Regions from separate parts of the Mus musculus genome. Here regions 2, 3 and 4 are each linked to region 1. Evidence: chromatin contacts called from public Hi-C and promoter capture Hi-C data. All regions are on one chromosome and are shown on one strand. Each heading gives the region's core, a stretch centred on a gene start, on an enhancer-like site or on the middle of the called end of the contact. The rest is flanking DNA. Distances are from core to core; before and after follow the strand shown. Region 1 holds the start of Ptbp2 (polypyrimidine tract binding protein 2). Region 2 holds the start of Rtca (RNA 3'-terminal phosphate cyclase). Region 3 holds the start of Usp53 (ubiquitin specific peptidase 53). Region 4 holds the start of 4933405D12Rik (RIKEN cDNA 4933405D12 gene).

Evidence for each region. Promoter capture Hi-C pulls out the DNA fragments that hold promoters and counts their contacts. Hi-C and Micro-C count contacts between places; a contact is called where the count stands out from the background.
Region 2: a promoter capture Hi-C map of pre-B cells shows a contact between it and region 1, with 10 times the contacts expected there. The contact joins the promoter of Rtca here to the promoter of Ptbp2 in region 1. A contact is called at or near these places in 1 of 39 promoter capture datasets (pre-B cells) and 1 of 484 Hi-C or Micro-C datasets (B cells).
Region 3: a contact with region 1 is called in a Hi-C map of CD8 T cells, with 5 times the contacts expected there. The contact joins the promoter of Usp53 here to the promoter of Ptbp2 in region 1. A contact is called at or near these places in 3 of 484 Hi-C or Micro-C datasets (CD4 T cells and CD8 T cells).
Region 4: a promoter capture Hi-C map of pre-B cells shows a contact between it and region 1, with 10 times the contacts expected there. The contact joins the promoter of 4933405D12Rik here to the promoter of Ptbp2 in region 1. A contact is called at or near these places in 1 of 39 promoter capture datasets (pre-B cells) and 1 of 484 Hi-C or Micro-C datasets (CD8 T cells).

What each region holds. Positions count from the first base shown.
Region 1 is chr3:119,781,561-119,784,981 of GRCm38.p6, forward strand. Ptbp2 (polypyrimidine tract binding protein 2) reads right to left here and starts at 1,828. Exons shown (of 14, transcript NM_001310711.1): 1 at 1,642-1,828. The coding sequence starts at 1,649.
Region 2 is chr3:116,506,576-116,509,996 of GRCm38.p6, forward strand. Rtca (RNA 3'-terminal phosphate cyclase) reads right to left here and starts at 1,600. Exons shown (of 11, transcript NM_025517.3): 1 at 1,370-1,600; 2 at 1,176-1,276; 3 at 260-403. The coding sequence starts at 1,414.
Region 3 is chr3:122,982,567-122,985,987 of GRCm38.p6, forward strand. Usp53 (ubiquitin specific peptidase 53) reads right to left here and starts at 1,881. Exons shown (of 16, transcript NM_133857.3): 1 at 1,716-1,881.
Region 4 is chr3:122,922,273-122,925,693 of GRCm38.p6, forward strand. 4933405D12Rik (RIKEN cDNA 4933405D12 gene) reads right to left here and starts at 1,844. Exons shown (of 6, transcript NR_046036.1): 1 at 1,791-1,844. It overlaps 1810037I17Rik (RIKEN cDNA 1810037I17 gene), which reads left to right and starts at 2,125. Exons shown (of 2, transcript NM_024461.2): 1 at 2,125-2,384; 2 at 3,207-3,421. The coding sequence starts at 2,188. The coding sequence ends at 3,207.

The sequences.
Region 1 (3,421 bases), core at 578-3,077:
ACCTCTTACTCTTCTAATGATCAATGCTTAACTTTAAAACTTTTAAGATCTTTTATAAATTACCCAGGCCCTGGCAATACACAGATGCTCAGTGATAATTTTTTTTAACTATTATTTACCTGGAGGTTTTTTGTTTTTGTTTTTTGTTTTTTTTTTTTTTTAGAAATAATTTTGAACCATTCGACGTTTCAGTCAGTTTATGATCATTTTTAAGAACCTTTAACAGCAAGATGAAAATGCAGAAACACTATACTATTCCTAACGTGCTTATATACTGACATCAGCAACGTTGAGTGAGTTCTTTGGTAACCTAAACAAAATCTGGAAATTGGAAAACTGTCTGGGGATAATTCACATGTCTAAAGCTACATTTCCTGTGGTAAATAATATCCCATTAAGGTAATTTGTGGCAATGATGTTTAAAGCCTTTTTATTATCTCTTCTAAAACACCAGATAACTAACTCTAGACTGATAACCTATTGAATAAACTCGGATTTTACTTTCTTAGACTCGTCAAATCCAGACCCTCAATTTTAATAAAGGTTCATGTTCACTGGGTCTCTTTTCGTGCCCCTTCCTCTCTGTGGGCTGTGAACTGTGGCCCCCTTCTCTGAACAATGAGTTGAACTGGGTCGTTCGGGATGTGGAGTTAACAAGGGCGCGACATTGGTGAGCCTCCTCTTTTCTTCTCACAGCTCTCTCATCTCACTCAGCATCCTCCGGTCTTCACGCCCAGCCTCTCCAAAGATGCAACACGACTCTGATCCATGTTCCATATTTGCTTGGGGGGCTGGTGTGGGGGGGGGGGTGTTTGTTTTTATTTTTGTATTTTTTTTTCCTCCAGAAACTAATCAAAGTAGGGGGCGGGGGAAGGCCAACCCTGTGTGGATTATCTGTTGTCTGCCTTGCGTGGCTTGTGGCCTTTGCCCATGTGACTGATGCTGCCTCTCCAACACTTCATGGGGGTTTGGTTTTGTTTATGGCTTAATTTCTGGGCCCTGTGGGCCGAGCCCCGAATTCTTGTTGTTGTCGTTGTGGTGGTGGTAAAGGCATTCCGATGGCCTCCCGCCCCCGCTCCCAGACTCGGATGAAAACAAAGGAGTGTGACATGTGCCCTCCTCCCTCCCGCCGCCACGCGCCCTCCCCTTCCCCGCAGCTCCCACTCGGCGCTCCGGCCGCGGCGTTTCGGGCGAGGCCGGGGATGGCGGGCCTCGCTCAGGCTTCGCGCTCCGCACAGGCCTCCGCGGCTTGGCCCGCTCGCGCCCGCGCCGCCGCCGCCGCCGCCGCCGCCACCCCAGGGTTCGGGTCTCCCCGCGGCGTCGACATGGCTCCCGAGGGGGCAGGGCCGCCCCGGGCTTCCCGCCCCATCCCCCGCAGTCGGGCCGCCCCGCGTCCCCACAGCAGCCCCGAGGCCTCCCCGGCCTCCCAGCCGCGGCTGCGGTTCGAGCCGGTAGCCGGAGCGGCCGAGGGAAGCCCGGGGAGGGGTGTGTGTGATGGGGCGGGGGTTGGGTAACGGCGGCGCGGCCTGGGAGGGGCCGCCCGAGCCCCGCTTCCCGGGACCCGACCCGACCCGGATCCCGGCCGCCGCCTCGCCGGCCTCCTCTCCCTCGCCCATCTCCTCACGGGCTCCCGGTACCTACCCGTCCATTGCCGAACCGGACAAAGCTTCGCTCCCAAGAACCGAGCCACGCAGCCAGCGAGCCACACAAGCGGCGAGAAAATGGCGGCCAGGGCCCGACGGAAATTGCCGAAGGTGCCGGAGCGCACGGGGCAGCGCGCGGCGGCGGAAAGAGCCGAGCGCGCGGGCGCCCGGCGGCGGCGGGAGACGAGCGGCGGGGCACAGGGACCGGGGGAGTGGGCGCCTCCGCCGTTGGCTGCCTCCGCCCGCTTGCCCGCCCGCCCGCCCGCGCGCGCACTGCCTCCCGCCCTCGGAGACGAGCCCGCTGCAGTGGCTGGCTGACCTGGGTTCTTTCTCTTCCGTGGGCGGTGTGAGTGGGACAGCCTGCAGCCTGCACCGTGTGTGCCTCAGGCTAGCCCGGACTGCAACCCTGCTGCTCTCAGGCTGCTTCCACTCTTCCTTCCAACCTCAAGCTGCATTATTACCACAAAGGACCAATCCCAGGCCCGGCCCGGGCACCCTTCGCCCTCTCAGCTCTAGAGAAAAAGACTTTATAGCTGCATCCTAGACCTCGTTTACAAATTCTTCATCCTCAAAGAGCTTACCCCCCTGGTCAAGATCCATTGCTTAGGAAAATATAACAACATCTCCTAATTAAGGACTGCTCACCAGCTTAGTGTTTGCTTACAAACCTGGAATCAATCAGGCCAAGAGGAAGAAAAGGTGATTCTCATGTGGGTTGGTAATTTTTGTGCATCTGTTAGGAAAAACATATATTCCAAGATCCCTACATGGGAATGGCCACACGCTGAGCGAGCGAGGTGGCAGAAAGCGTTCCTGTATTCCAACATTTGGGGATATGGAAAGAGGAGGCCAATTGAGTTAGCATTAGTTACAGGGGATGAAAATGTTAAAACGGCCTAGACAAAAATCACTTTTCCATAGAACTAAAGGTCTTAATATCATAGAACATGTTTTCCGTTCTTCTTTAATGTATTTGTATCATAGCCCCAGCAACATTTGGTTTCGGAAAATGTTCCCGGCATGCCACTAATGCCAGCACCACCCTTTGCTCTTCCCTACCTCCTCCAGCACTTACCAACTGTGTCTGTCCAGGTGTCCTCCATACCTCCTCCAGATCTGCCGCGTCCCCTTCAAGAAGCCTCTTGCCCTTACCACCTGGAATTTCACCTCACTAAATGGGAGATTGTATATTATTTTTAAAAGATAAGTCAGAACCTGGCCCCAGCTACTCCAGAGGATGAAGAAACTTAGTGAGACCTTGTTTCAAAGGCAATCAACAACAACCACACACATATGTGCACTGTTGTTGCTCTAAGAACGTTTCCAAGCCACCACCTGGTCAAATAGTCTTGATTTGCCTTAGGGATTGTCGATTCTTTTTAAAAATCTAATTTCCGGCAACACCTCCCTTCTATCTATACTTTTGACTTATGATACGTAAAGGCCCCATTATCATTTCCATTAATAATAGTTTTTCATGGGTTGTGGTTTTGTTCACATAGTTTCAACTCAACAATTAAATCTGTATGCTCCCAGAGGGAGGGAGGGAGGGAGGGGATCCAGGATGCATTCTCCATCTTCTTCGCACTGGCACAATCAACACTGATAATTGGTTCTCGTTTTATCTCAGGGAAGACAATCTGGGTCAAGAAGAGCAGAACTTCTGTCAAGTGTCAGATGTTCACTAAACTACAACCTTTTGTTGGTCTTCTAATAAAGTATAAGGGCAAACCACAGCACAGTCAATATGCTGGCTTATTTAAGTCAACACTTCGGTA
Region 2 (3,421 bases), core at 350-2,849, 3.3 Mb before region 1:
CTGGGGGTGGGGGCAGTAGGGACAGGGACAGGCGGGATGAGTTCAACATTAGTGTTCACTTACAGGGAGACCTTGCCTTACAAAAACCAAAAAGAAATCTGTAAATAATAACAGCTACAACTAAACAAGCAGGCTTATCATTTACATTTTAAAAAGGGAGAAAACTGAACCTCAAAAGGTCCAAAGAGCACTCCCTCGAAGCCAAAGAATCTACATCTGAACCCAGGTCTGAATGGAGGACTGAGTGAGACATACATACCCTGCTGTCTTGGTATCTGCCGTGTGGACTCCACCTCTGATCTTCTCGGGGGTAAAGGTTATCTCTGTTGAGCCGATTTCTGCTCCCTCCAGGTGCCCGCCACACAAATCACGAACCATTTCCAGTCCAGATAAATGCTGAGGCCTTCAGGTCATAAGACTGCATCAAAACGTGTGCCATCAGACTGCCTATACCCCACTCTATGACAGTTACAAAAGCAATGGCCAGAAAACAAGTGTGATGTCTTCCAACAGGAGAACTTTGTCTGGGGCTTTTGATTTCATTCAATGACCACCCCGTGACACCAGTACTACCTAAATTATGTACTCCTCATCCCTAAATTCCCACCTTGAGGCCTCAACCCACACAAAATGTGATCATTTAAACAGGCCTTTTAAAGGTACAATCAACATAAGGGAGGCTATTAGGGGGTGCGGTAATACAATTTGACTGCTATTCTTATGAAAAGAGAGGGTGAGATTAGAGGAACAGGGATGTAGTTCAGTGGGTAGAGGGCGTGCACAGTGTGGAGGAGGCCTTAGGTTTTATTTCCAGAACCACATAAACTGGGCATGGTGGCACACAGCTGTAATTATAGCATCTGAGAGGTGGAAACAGGAGAATCGAAAGTTCAAGGTTATTCACCCTAGCAGAGAAGTTCCGGATTACCCTGGACTAGATGATATCTTGCAAGAACAATTAACAATAAACCTACCATGACAAGAACATGGACAAGCTACCCTGTTTCAAGGCGTCCTAAGGACAACTAGCGGCCTGCCCTATGGACAGAAACGGAGAGCAAAGGCCGCACTCTTAATTGCCGCCCGGGCCTCCTCCCCCCTAGAACCCGGGCTCCGATCTCCGGGCTCCCAGGCCCCCTACCCAAACTCCCCGCCCGCCCGCCCGCCCGCAGTACCTGAGGCCCGGCGTGCTGCGGCCCGCGCGGATCTTCTGCACGCGCAAGGGTAGGCCCAGGAGGCAGCTCAGGGCGGTGGAGACCCTGAGGATCTGGCCGCCCTGTAGAGAGCACCGGGGTGGAGAAATGACAGAGGTTGAATGGAGGCCCCCGCCGCCACGGCTCGCCCCGGCCCCTAGCAGTCCCACACTCACCCCTTCCATGATCCCACCGTCCACCTCCACCCGCTGGCCCTCCATGGCGGGCGCCTCTGAGCCCGGCCGGCAGCGACCACGTCCCTGCTGCAACCGGCAAAAGACGAGGCGCCCGCAAGCCCGCAGGCCTGATAGTGCGCTTCCGGGCCGAGCTCGCCGGAAGGAGAAAGAACCCGCGCCTCCCGGGAAACTGTTGCTGTGGAAACGAATTCCCCAGGGGACCCTGCCGGCAGCTGTACGCATGCGCTCCACCCAGCGCTCAGAGAGGCCGCGCGGGGCGTTGTGCGACTGTGTACCCAAACTAGCAGGGAACTGGGCTGGCCACAAGGGGGTGACACAGCAAAACCTTCAGGCTCCAGAAGCCCTTTCCCCCCAACAGGTACATTCTTCAGTTATCCCCCAGGCTGGTATTTTATTTTCCCAATCATGTGTAAGCACTGCCTTCTCCAGCATCCTCGGGTACCTCAAAGACTGGGAAATGAGGCTGAATTGTGTGATGAAACATCACTGTCGCCTAATTTCGATACTGTACTAACACAGTATTTTGGAAGCATGTAGATTACTTAAATCAATCTGGAACGTGCTCCAAGATGTGAATGGTTACTTGAAATGTTACCGTCAGAGCCTGGCCCCTGGCAGGCCTTAACAAAGTAGGCTCAGCCAACACCTTCTCAGTAGCCAAGCCAAGAAATAAGTATTAATGGAAGGCAGAAAGAAGAGATCTGTTACGTGTGGTCCCATTGGGAAGAGAAAAAAATAAATAAATAAACCTAGTCTATCTTCAGGGTTCTGATGGAAAGCTTAGGTTTAAGTAGAGAGCAACAGTGATTCACATGCAAGCAGTCCTAATCTAGGTGTGGTCCAGGCCAACACTGACCTGCCATCGACTCAATCTCTTCTGCAAAGTGGTCTAGCAGATTTTAGAACTGTAAAATCTCTTCCTGGGGCTGGCGAGATGGCTCAGTGGTTAAGAGCGCCGACTGTTCTTTCAAAGGTCCTGAGTTCAAATCCCAGCAACCACATGGTGCCTCACAACCATCCGTAACGAAATCTGATGCCCTCTTCTGGGGTATCTGAGGACAGCTACAGTGTACTTACATATAATAAATAAATAAATCTTTTTTTAAAAAAAAATCTCTTCTTGGATGACAAACTTGCCCCCCGGCTGGCTCGGGAACTCCGGCTTTTCCCATGGCCTAGCATGAGACTCAGAGAAACTTCCTTGTCTCATGGTCCGCTAAACCAAAGGGAGAGGCACAAACCCATTATAGTGTACAGAAGATGGTTTAGCGGCCTAAGAACCTAAAAAAAGGAGATACCAGTGATATAATTTTACAGACAGGAAATAATAAGACATTGAAGCAAGGCTGCTGTGCGAATATACATGTTGTACTTTTTAAAAATTATTATTATGTGAATGGGCATAATGTGTACACATTCATCTGTACACAGAGGCCTGAAGAGGGTATCGAATTCCCTGTGACTGGAATTCCAGAGGATTGTGAGCCACCAATCACACGGGTGAGAATCTGACCTGGGTCCTATGGAAGAGCAGCCATCTTCCCTGTGGTACCTTGATTATCATACATATTAGATTCCTATTACATAAATATAACACCCTCTGAAGAAAGCTAATCCTTTTTGTTTTTATTAATCACAGTGCTGGAGGCTGATGTCGAGGTTTGATGCATGCCAAATAAACACTGTACCAAACAGCTATAGTCTCGACCCCAGCTTATGCTTTCTAAAGCCGAACTCCTGCTGTTACTTGGGTGGTAGAAGGAAGTGGACAAGATAGAAGTATGAGGTAGAAACTGTCCAAAAAGCTGTAAGTGATATTGTAACCTGCATTGAAGGAGTGAGTATAGGCAACAGAGACACTCAGAACTGGGATTTCCCCAGGAATTCTTCTCAGGTTGGAAGAAAGACAGAAAGACCAAAAAACAGACAGACAGACAGACAGAAAGAAAGAAAATGTGTCTTCACAAAAGGTTTTGTCTAAAGTTTCAAAAGCAGTATTACTTAAAACAGTCCCAAAGCAGAAATAACGCC
Region 3 (3,421 bases), core at 631-3,130, 3.2 Mb after region 1:
ATGTGCAATATATAAGCTACCAAGCTTTCTGTAGATTGTCGTTAGGGTCTGTAATTAGGTCACACCTTATAGTTAAAGCTGTGAAATAACAAGACTGCTTAGTATCTCAGTAACTCACCTTTGCCAGCTAACTTCAACGACCACTGTACGGAGAGAAGACGAGTTTTCAGAAAGTTGTAGAGTCAAGCAAAGTCCTTGATTCATTCCTTCTACAACTACAGACTTCCAACATAATGGAGCTGGTGTCTAATGAAGTTAGCATCTAAAAGTGCACATCACCCCTTAAAATAGATCAGATTTCTTGTCATTTTTAAACTTTATTCTGTTAAAACAAACTTCTAAGCCACTGTACACCAAAACTGCATTTTTCGACACTACATAGTGAAAATAAACTTCTGAAATTAAACAATATAAGAAATATTTTGAATCAGAGCACATAGTGAAACTGTAAGGGCATTGTGTGTGTGTGTGGGGGGGGGTGCTTTCTTACTAAAGGGCAAGAATAAGTAGAAAATGTGTCCTACCACTAAAATGGCACTTTTATTTAAAAAAAAAAAGTGACGCCTTTAAAGTAATAAACTGTTAGTGCCACGTATCATGAGTTCGATAGACAACTTTATAAATAAAAAAAAAAATCCTAAGGAAAAGGCTTGTTTGGAGGGTCTCTTGTTTTTTATCCTTTGGGAAAAATACTTAATACATTGATTCGATTTACAAACTAAACAAATCACTTCTGTAAGTTTATAGCAAGTTGTCCAAAGGAGCTCACTTTAAAAGTCTCTAAAAGATAAGTCAAAAACCTTATTTTCCATACAACTCTTGCCCGCAGAAAATCTATTAGGAATTCTTCTGACAATAGCAGATAAATCACACATTACTTTTGAAGACCCTTTCTTCACTATTTTTTTTTTCCTTTTTTCTTTAACAGAATAGGATGAGGGATCTCTGCCTCGACCATCATCGACACAGAATTGAAAACAACAGAAAATAAAACTGACAAGTTATCAATGTCACCAATCCATTCTATCATAACTTCGTGTCAGCACTGGCTCCACCTTTTAAAGGTGAAAATCAGCGTGCCTGGTCTTAAACAAGCTCCAGGGCTCACCACAGAGAACTTAGGTTTACTGCCCATGTACCTCAAAAGTAGCCTTGAAAATATATTTGGAGGAAAGAATATGTTTCCAGCTATGGAAGACCGCAAGCAGATAAGGACGTGCAGTACGTTTTTGCAAGCATTTATCGGGATCTGCACGGAGAAAACAAACCCCAGGAGAATAACAAAACCTCAAAACAGGCTCAGATTGCAGGGCTTCACATCCTCCCGGTTACACCTGCGCAGGCACTTCCTGTTCCCCCGCGCCGCCGGCGAGTAGTTTGGTAATTGTACCGTAAACCGCCGTTTAGAAGCTAAACATTAACTCCGTCCGTCTGTCCAGCTACTGAGAAACCAACCAAGCCAAGATTCTATCACATCCAATCCAGTCTGCTCCGCCAAGGAGGAACGCCAATCACGCTGGAGCCCTGGTGAAGGCTCAGTGCTCCGGCAGCTGTGGGGCTGCACCGGGAACCGCAGGAGCCTGGCCAGCGCATCCCGACCCGGCCCAATCCCGCCCTCAGCCTGCGGCCACCCGGGTTAGCGCGCCCGAGCGGGGCCAGGCCGTGGGGACCGAGAGTCCTCCGCCCTCTGCCCAGCGGGGGCTCCCGCGACTCACCCCAAGCTCTACCTCCCGGCGCCGTAGCCCTTCCAGTCCCACTGGCCCGGCTCCGCCTCGCGCCGACACCCACAACGTCGTGACAGGCAAAGCGACACGCACAGGGACAGACGGCCACACCGCCGCTTTCAGCCGCCAGACCCGCGCAGAGCATGCGCGCACGCCCAAGACCCAGGGGCCGGTCTGGGCAGTGACACCTGCGATCAACAGGTCTCTGGACCCCGCCTTCCCCCGCGTCAGGACGCCCCGCCCCCTTGCGCCGGGCCCGCCTCCTCGTCTCGCCCCGCCCCGCCCCGCCCCCGCACGTGAGTTCCCGGCTTTCCCGCGGGTGATGCTCCCTTTCCGAGGGCTTGTGTGAGGCGCGAGATCCCGCGAGAGCAGGGCTCGGGCTTCTGCCCCGACGCGGGGGTGGCGCGCGGGGCGGGCTGTGAGACGGGACGTGGCGGATCGGCGAGCGGCTGCGTGGTGGGCTGGGGACTGCGGCGGATTTCCACGGCAGACGCGGGCGTCCCGCCGTCGTCCGCCTTGGTTGGCGGCTTTGCAGCCTGAGTGCGGATGCGCGGGGATCTGAGCCGGGGTTCTGTGGGTTTCAGCCATTGCTGGGTCGGCACCCCGGCGGTCCCCTTAGGGAGTCGGTACGGTCTGTTTGCAGTTGAATGGTGTCCTTTGGCGCGAATGTATTTTCCCTAAGTGGGGCTTTCGTGACCACTAATAAAACGAACGTCTTCATAACCGCGCTGACCCAGTTAGTATTTGTCAGAAATTTTGGCAGCATCCTCTCCGCGATGTGGAGCAGGTTTTGAGTTGCAAGCTGCTGCTGCTGCGAACCAGACTAGCCTTTGTCTGGGAAACTTTTATTTGGGATGATAATTAAAAGGAAAAACAAAACAAAGGGGGGAAAAAAAAACCTGGCTGATGATTAAGATGACTCAAAAAGGTAGATGTAGGTTTGGAAGACATTTCCAAAGCTGGCGTGAGTCATAAAAGTTGACTTAGATAAACTCAAAGGGGACTCCAGTTTACCTGAAGAAATCGCATGAGGGAGACCCTGCAGGTTGGTGGGTGACATGCAGTGAGGTTATTGTGTTTGACCCGGGATCAGTGAGAATTTATTATGTACCACATAAAAGAAGTAACATGAAGCCATAGACGCCGTCCTCAACATTAACATTAAAACCTCGACGGGAAGGAGCCGGAGAAACCAGCTCTTAGAAATGTAAAGAATTGGCACCATACTGTTTCCTCTCGGGTGCACTCTGTTTTGAGGTGTTGTTTAATATATCTTCTGTCACCTCTTTCCCCTTCAGCTATATTGTGTATTCTCGGATGTATTTTACATGAGTGCCTTAAATATGTCTTAAAAATAGACCAAGGAACAAGCAGTCCAGGTTTAGTTATGTTAATGTCCTACTCTTGACGTAACAAGATCTGAACGCCTTGTTCCCCCAGGAAAAAAAAAAAATGGTAGTTAGGAAGGTCACAGTGTGGTTGTATTAACTCAGAATTACTGTTCCTCGATGTGAGGTGAATGTTGGGGGTTAGATTCAAACAGTCCCTGGGTGAGCAGACCTAAATTATGAAGGAACCATCTTCACCACATTGGTTAAGGGTTCCTACAAGGGAGTAGCTTTGGTGTGTCAGAGAATACACTAGATCATCTAGGTGAAGCCCAGCACTTCCTAGTACCAGCATACCTCTTTCTGATA
Region 4 (3,421 bases), core at 594-3,093, 3.1 Mb after region 1:
TAAGTGGTTTGTGTGGAGAGCTTTGAACCTTAACACACAATCTGATTAATCCCCAGGAAATGGCTCTCATTCTTGCAACCTGCAAGGCAAAGGATACAGTGTTCTTCTTTACAGCTGCATGCTATCTTTGTCTGTATGACCTACTAGTGAACTGAAGCCCAGTTAGCTAGCTGACACAACAATAGCATTAAGATATTGAAATTAAAGTTCACTTTTTGGTTATTTTAGTAACCTTAGATAATTTGTTATTTTTGTTCCCTAATTTTCTAAATCCATAACCAACTTTCGTATTGTCCATGCAAAAACTACAGCTCTCATCTTAAAAGAAAGAGACAGTTTATTCAGGAGCCACCCTGAATGGCCATGGGGACACAGATCTATATCTGTTACCCAATTCCATATTCCCACATGGAAACAGTTTCGTGAAGTTTTTAAAATTGCTTCACAGAACCAAGAAAGTAATAAAACAAGGCAAGCCCAAAATACACTGGTGGGTACTTTAGAAAGGCTGATTTAGGAAAGGAGAAAGCTCTTCTGTAAGCCCACGATGCTATCAGGGCTACTTGGTTGGTATAAGTTAGTGGGCTGCTAAGTTAGTAGACTCCAACAGGTTTTTATCTAATGGTTACAGGATATTCTGACATAGAGTTGAGTGGCTTATTAAAATACTCCCATGAAATACCTATGTAAATTCCACGCTTTACCTTATCTGAGCCTTCTGAAAATTCGTGACTGTAATTGAGACAGGCTAATTCCATGACAGACTTCTAATTGGCAGTTCCTGGGATTAGGCCTAAAATCCTAGGCTTCAGGCAGCTAGTCAGAAAGTGCCCTACCATCAGAAACGACCCCCCCCCCCCCAAAAAAAAAAAACCCAACCTGGCCTGAAGCAAGGACAATGGGTTTTCAGCCCTCACACCCAGGCAATAGTTTCAGAATGTCCTTAAGAGAGAGTAGATAAGGCCACCTACCCCAGGATTCCTCAGGCAAGTTTCTAGCCACCACACCAAGGTTATGCTTCTGGAATGCCCGAGATAAGAGTAAGACAAAGCCCATCTATCCGAGAATTCCCCCAATGTGCAGCGAGCATACTTGGTAATGGGAGACTCCAGCATGCTGGACTTCGACAAAATAAAACACTCTGTGTGTTTACAAACTACTTGAGTCTGGAGTATCATTCTTCAGCGAATCATGGACCCTTACAACGTCCACCTCATCAAAACTGTTTCAAAAATTATGAGCAAATCGCTCAAGTCTGTACAAAATCATCCAAAGTTCTCAAACTGTACACACTTCCCAAACATGTAAGAAACCAAAAAGTTTACGTGTATTGGAGAGATGATTCTACGGGGTCTGCCAACCTTTTTACATTGTCACACAATGTTGTCGTCTCCAAAGTTATTATCAGAGAATCTCACGATCTAGTTTTTTAAAAGGAAGGAAGAAAGAAAGAAAGAGAGAGAGGGAGGGAGGGAGGGAGGGAGGGAGGGAGGAAGGAAGGAAGGAAGGGAAGGAAGGAAGGAAGGAAGGAAGGAAGGAAAGGAAGGAAGGAAGGAAGGAAGGAAGGAAGGAAGGAAGAAGGGAGGAAGAAAGAAAAACATCCCCCCACACGCTCATGTTTATAAAAAGACTACTTTTGTGGGTGGGCAAGGCTGGAATCCTTTGAGGCGGTTCCTGAAGTTCTGGCATCATCTCAGAGAAAAGGAGTTGAGACAGTTTTCATCCCAGAAACCGGGAGAACCAGTAATGCACCCTGCAAGGCAGCGTTTGAGCTACGTGAGAGAGCTCACCTGCACCTTAGAAACCACCTCTGAACACCGCAAGGGGACACCCCACCAGGAAGCAACGGGGCGGGGCACAGAGCGCATGCGTGCGGTCGGGGAGGCGGGGCAGACACCTTCGCCAAGTTCGGGGGGCGAGGAGGGGTGGTGGAACAGAGCGCCTGCGCCAAGAGCAGCCGGCCCAGCGGAGTCTGCGCGTTCCCGGGAATGCCGAAGAAGGCGAATTCCTAGAAAGGGAGGACGCCTGCGCAGTCCGGAAGGCGGGGACGCGGGGGCGGGGCGGGGCGCGGCGGCGGGGGCGGGGCGCCTAGTCGATTGGCGGGGTTACCCGGAATTGGTTGCTAGACTGGGCGCGAAGCGGTCTTCAGGTTTGGTCTCAGTTGCGCGGAAGTGAAACGACGCGGAGATGGAGGTGAGCCAGGCGGCGTCTGGTACCGACGGTGTCCGGGAACGGAGGGGCTCGTTCGAAGCTGGAAGGAGGAACCAAGATGAGGCACCTCAGTCCGGGATGAACGGGCTTCCGAAACACTCCTACTGGCTGGATCTCTGGCTCTTCATCCTTTTCGACCTGGCCTTGTTCGTCTTCGTGTACCTCTTGCCCTGGTGAGTATCCTGAGTTGCAGAGTTGAAGAGCTTAGGAAGCTGGCGGCTGCTTCAGTCTTCTCGGAGAGGGAGGGAGGGACGGCAGCTAGAGATGGCGGAGTTGGAAGAGCGAAAATGGATTTCCTTGACACCCCAGTGGCAAGAGGAGTGTGGAGAAAACTTGACTTCCCATATTTGTCTGTTTCATCACCACAAACGAACTGTTAAGTGTTAGAAACCTATACCCATAATTAGATCTATCGTAAATAATAAAAAATAATTACTAAAAACTAATAAAAATAAAAGTAAATAAATATCGTAAGTAATAAAAAATAGAGCATGACAGGTTAAATGTGATTATATCTAAAGTGATTTGAGTGTTGTGCGCCTGCTTAAAATGCTTAGCCCAAAGCAAGCCTTGTAAACTTAACTTGTCCATAACTTATGCAGATAAACGCGTATTATCTTCCAGAGTATCCCCAGTCCTACATCTGTCAAAGAATGGAGTATCTTGGGTTTCTTTGGCTCTCATTTTTTCGGTTTTGTGGCAAATTAGAAGGCAGAGAATGGGGGGGGGGTTTGAAAAGATAAACAGTTTTTTGATAAAAACTCGTTAAGTCATTTTGGTATAGACATTTCAAGAACAGTGATTTATTATTTAGTTATTTTTAATGATCTCATTTTCACCTCTGGGTAGAAAATTCATGACTTAATAATGTAGGCCTTTAGTTTTCCTTATCAATAGTGTAAATTATGTAGGGATAGGCTAGCAGTATCTATGTTCAGCGTCCCACTAAATGTCAAAATAAGCAGATGAAGGAAACAAGTATTTGGTTTTTACAGACCGGTTTGCTGAGTCAAGAATGGGGCTTCTGGAGTGAATCTTGAAAACGACTATAGACTCTTGAATGAAGAGGACTCCAGCAGCTGACTTCGGCACCTCTATCTAACCTTTTCTTCAGCCCTTGACCTCACTAAAGTACTATCATATGTTTAAAACCTGTTTTTCATGGTTGAAGTAATGATTGTAGCTAAATGATAGATAATATATATTTTTA